Regions from separate parts of the Drosophila melanogaster genome. Here region 2 is linked to region 1. A link is a contact called in public Hi-C data. All regions are on one chromosome and are shown on one strand. The core of a region is the stretch at or near the end of the contact, and the rest is flanking DNA. Distances in the headings are between cores, read along the strand shown. Region 1 holds the start of lncRNA:CR44133 (long non-coding RNA:CR44133). Region 2 overlaps Dad (Daughters against dpp).

Region 1 (2,700 bases), core at 150-2,649:
TTTGTTTTGAAATTCTTTTCTTAAATGCTTATTTTTCTTGAATAATTTTTTCTTTTCATTTTTTCCCCACATACATATATTATACATATACATACAAGTCGATGTTGATAAGGCCTCGTTGTTGTCGTCGCCACAACTCAACGACCGCAGGGCCAAGTGGATCGGCAGCGGTACCATGGAACGGGACCCATCGTTTGGACTCGCATTTTGTTTTTCAGTCGTTTCAACCTCCTTATATATTTATATATATATACACATACATATATATAAAATATATACTCGGGCACGCATATGGGCACTTGCTGGGTGCCACTGCCTGGAGCTGTAAGGCAATGCCCCACCCCTTGGCTGGACGGGATCCGGAGTTTTGTGCTTTTTGGGTTCGTTGATCGTCATGCTGGTTTCTCGTAATCGACATAATTTTCCCTACTTTTCCCTGTCGGTCCCTTTTCAATTCCTTAAATTTTCTTAGACACTTTTTGCTTGGATGCATTCCACAACATTTAATAATCTTACTGCGACTTGAACTGAAATATTTATTCTTAGAAACCATTTTAAGCCTAAAACTCATTAAAATCATGACTGTTTGCAAAAAATGAATACAATGACTCATAATAATACGTACACTATGTCTTCCCAAGAGTTGTGACTAAACATTATGTGACATTTATTTATGTACATATGTAGCTTCATTTAGCACATATGCAACATTCCATTAGTATTATTTATGTTAGTTAAGACAATTGAGAGCAACTTCCCCCGAAGGCCAACAAATCGTCTGGTGAAACTTACCAAGTTGTCCATGGCCAGATTCCCATGCATATTCCGACAGCGATTGAAAATCCATTGTGGCTAGGTCCAGAATCGAGTGCTCGGATCCGTTGCGCTCATTATGAGGGGCGTTCGTTCGGCCCATGTGGTTTTCATCGATGATGACCGAGCCGCGGACATCTGGGCATCTGGCGATCTCAGGCGCTAAGCAAGCGTTAAATTTTCGGTTTCGATACTGTCCGGACTTTGAGGGGGCGTTAACCCGGCAAATGAAAGTGTCACACAGGTCACGCCGACGGATCACAACTCTTTCGGGGAACGATGAGGAGGCGGGTGGTGGCTTTTCCGGGCGCCCAACCGTCGATTATGTTGGTTAAACTCACGTCGCTTTTGTGGTTAAACACACGTTTGAAGGATTTCCCTTGCGCCGGCGCAACTTTCCTCACATTTTTCCACGCTCAAAGGGTTTTCTTCGGTTTCACGCCCAACAGATCACGGTGATAATCGCCGGGACACGACCCACGAATCCGCACCGGTGTGCCGGATGCAATCGATAGGATGGGATGGCACGGGATGGGTTCGGTTGGGAGTGGACCCGACCAGACCCGCATCCGAGCTCCGACCTACTACTACAACTTTTCAAATGCTACTCGGCCGGGAGCCACCCAAAGCAATGCGAGTAAAATATTCTTGATTAAAACTTATCAGAGCACATTTCATATCACCTTTTCAAAAACGCAACAACAGCAAAGTAACGATTGTACTTATTATCGGCGACGCAACCGTCGAACTCATTGCGCCGTGTACTCGGTACTTTGGCGTAGTTTGGCTGTCGCCGGTTCCGCTGATTGGACGCCGCCAAGATATGGCTATCTGAGCCGGGCCCGATTCCGATTCCACGATTGCCAGCCCCACAGGCGCCATCTCCGCCGCATGGACGCCACACGGGAGCGAGCAGGACGCTGGCACAGATAGAGCGAGAGGCAGGGTGGGCGATACCAAAACACGATTTGATTAAGTTGCATCACGCGTCGGTCGCGCGACTATCCTTATCGGGGCAACTCTCGCTCTCCGACTTGGTGAGTATATGCCATAGGTCCTTATCATCTGGCCTGCTTTGGCCAGATTTGATTTGGTGACGACAGCATTCGGAATCTGGCCACTATAGCGGAATGTACATAAGTTCCTGTTTCGAATGCTTACCAAACAGTAGAGAAAGGATCTTTAACCAACTTACTAAAAAAAAATATATATAAATTCCCCCAGATCCAATCCTGTAAATACCCAATTTCTAATTATTTCTCAAAGATACAAGCTCTTCCAAACTAATCTTTTTCTAAATCAAAAATATAAGTTCCTAATATAAATCCCACTTTTCTCTTTTATATCTAAGATATTTTCCGGTTTAGTAAAGATGGTTTATGAAAGATATAACATTTTTTTTGCGCTCAATAAATAGAGACTGATCTACATTAAACCAAACCGATAACAAAGCCTGGCAGACGACCTTGCCTATCTATGGCACTCCTACTATTCTCCCTACACACCCCCCCTTTCGATGAAGTTTATGATGAAGTTTATTTCCCACCAGGGAAATGCCAAAGAGTCTGGTAATTTTAAAAAACTAAAAAGCAAGCACGTTTCCAAAAAAAAACGATAAAAAAATGTAAAGATATTCCTATCTAATAGCAAAATGCCGGCTCTTATGACGTCACGCGTCGTGATAAGAGAACCAGTAATCAAGAAACAATAACAAAAAGCTGAGAACAAACATATTGCAAACAGAAACATTGATAAAACCAGACGAATCAGAAGCAAGGAGCGGGTGACGAGGCGAAAACAATGCTGGCGAGATAAGGAGGTAAATAACCTGGCGGAAAACTTTAAGTCGGCGCCTCGCCGGGCAGACCAAGATCCGACCCAGCCAGT
Region 2 (2,700 bases), core at 44-2,543, 1.1 Mb before region 1:
GAAATATTTGAATAATTTTAATGGATCGATGATTCTTAAGAATTGTTGTCTTAATATGGTTAGATTGAGATATTTCATTTGAATTGTATTTAAGTATTTCGTGAAACATTGCGATTTACATTGGTAATTAAAGATTGTGACAGTGAGAATTTGCTATGTATACACTTAGAGCTCTAAGCTGGAGGAGGGTTCTGCTTGAAAGATCTACCTACTGCAGTTTTTCCTGTACTACACATTTGTAAATTCGTAGCGCCGCTTCATGGCTGCTGATTCCCCTTGCTAATATTTATGTAAGTAGGTACATAAATGTACATACATTTGTGTTAGATGCCCGAATCCACGGGCTGCTACATCATCTTTAAATTTAGAATATTTTATCTTCAATCTGTGTACATGTGTGTGGGTTGAGGCAGTGGCCTGTAAGTTTGTCGGTGGCACACATGTGTTGCCTTCGGGGAAACACGGATGCCCGACTTGTGTGTGCTCCATTTCGGCCGAGTTCGAACGGCGATGAAGTTGCAGTAATGCAATTACGAAATTGAATCGATTGCTCAAGAAAGCTGAAATTATGTGGGCGATTTAAACATTCCATAGTACTTATCGACGTTCTGCAACTAATACTATATTGATGATGTATCTAAGTACCTTTGCTTTCCTAATTAACCATCATAATATTTAAAACATCATCCCATCATTGATTACAAAATTCTTGAGAAGGCCGTTCGAGACTATCATTCTCAGTTCAAAGACTATGCCAACAATGTCCATTTGACAAAATTGTGATGGGAATCAATCAAATCGAAATTTCAATCTATTTTTAACTGGCCTGTCACCCAATCGTCGTAAAGCCGCAACTTAACGGTCCATTTAAATGTAATAGTTTTCCGTCGTTTCGTCGCCAGTACAATGCCATAAAAAAGCTAAATGGACGATGGTATACACACACACACGAATGAGTGTATGCATGTGTGAGTTCTGGCCAGTTTCAGTTTCACGGGCCGTCTCAGTCGCCGGGTAATGGTAATGCCGTGAATGATATCATAGCCCCCATAGGACCCCTTGTACCCCCTCCGCCTCTGCACCCCCTTTCAAGCACTCTTGTAAGTTAGCATTAAAATTGTGGCGCCATCGAGAGCGCCAACTCACCTCGCTCTCCGCGCTCACTCCCTCTCTCTCGCTCAGCCTGCCGCCGCCCGTGTTTGTTTTTCGCTCATTATTTATTTTCATTTCGTTTTTGCTGTTTTCGCTTAAAAGTTAATATCAATATAGAAAGTGACGACCTGACGCGGCAAGCTGGCGCCACGATACAACAACAACTGGCCCGCCAGAGAGAGCGCCGCTCACACACACCACTACCGGGCACCAGCCCCAATACACCTAAACGGCAAAATAATCGCAGCACTTCGCTCTCTTCCACTTTCTTACACCGAACAAAAATATCGTTACATGGAAAACAATATCATTTAGAAATATATTTTCATTTTATTTGGTTTGTTTGTAAGTTCATCAACTATTTTTCAACATCGTAAATAGATTGTGTTATTAAGGCAGTGTTGTGATGTTTGATTCAAAATGAAATATGTATGCCTCGAATACCTCGAATTTATTCCACAAATGAAAATGGATTTTTTTTATGTGCTCTCTCCCAATCGCCTGATAAGCGGGGGAGAGGCAAAAGAGAGTGGGATTTTGGGGCACAAAACTCACCTTTTCCATCAGTGGTAACCGACTCGTAGAGAGCCGGCTTGTAGATGTTCGAAATGCTGGTGCTTTCGGCACTCCACGTGCTGAGCGCTGCCGACTTTGCATCGTTCTGCGAGTCTTCTTCGAAATCTGCAAGATTTGGTTTTGTTGATTAATACACCCGGATCGAAAATGTATATGGAAAAGCCGGCTTACCTGCATCTTTCAGTCTCAGCATTTTTGAGCGTTGGTACGGCGGTGTTGGGGATTCTAAAATGGTAGACAAGAGAGGGGATAGTTTTAGATATCTTGGAGATACGTACATACATACGGTACACTTGTATGAATGGTATTATTAGTTTTGTAATAGATGCATGATAAACAAGTAAAATCTCCATAGTCTTAGAAATATTAGTACGCTATAAGATGTTGAAGACTGATACATTTTATATAACAAATTTGTATAACAGCACATTAAGCTATTTATTTATTGCTCTTTTAAGATCACACTAACATAACCTGCTAGAAAGAGTTAAAGGTAAAGAACTCTACAATGCCATTATCAATAACTCGATTCAATCGAAATGCATGAATTTGCGGTAGTTTAAAAATTCGAAATGTTATCAAGTAAATTGACCATGTTAATGAAATAGTTTGGCTGACTAAACCATATGAAAATTCTTATCTCAACCTTATCGGCCTAATGCACTTTTACCAAGTTTCATTTCGGACAGCAACGTGTATGATTACAAACCCTTTCGAATTAACGAAAACTTCGAGTTATAAATGCGCGTCTTCTAGTCGGGGCGCATATAGGATGAGATCATGGTTCGCAAAACTAATACATACTAGTGTTTGAATATTTGAGCAGCAAATAAAGCGAAACAAAAACAGAGAGAGAGAGCAACAAAGCCAAACAAAAATAAAGGCCAGAAAAACTAAAAACCACAAAGAAAGAATAGGCAGTCGAAACAAACCCAGGCGTAAGCGTAAGCAAGCCAAACATCAGCGCGGCGA

What was found. A called contact is a pair of places that touch in the nucleus more often than the background predicts.
Region 2: a contact with region 1 is called in a Hi-C map of the Kc167 cell line, with 2.4 times the contacts expected there. A contact is called at or near these places in 3 of 107 Hi-C or Micro-C datasets (the Kc167 cell line, the S2 cell line and embryo) and 1 of 7 datasets of targeted methods (the Kc167 cell line).

The regions. Positions count from the first base shown.
Region 1 is chr3R:15,984,880-15,987,579 of dm6, reverse strand. It overlaps lncRNA:CR44133 (long non-coding RNA:CR44133), which reads right to left and starts at 1,399. Exons shown (of 2, transcript NR_074017.1): 1 at 793-1,399. It overlaps srp (serpent), which reads right to left and starts at 1,428. Exons shown (of 8, transcript NM_001275690.1): 1 at 793-1,428.
Region 2 is chr3R:17,063,969-17,066,668 of dm6, reverse strand. Dad (Daughters against dpp) reads right to left here. Exons shown (of 8, transcript NM_057912.4): 4 at 1,900-1,953; 5 at 1,708-1,833. Among named protein-coding and RNA genes, the nearest start is that of Ns1, 7.4 kb to the left of the region's middle.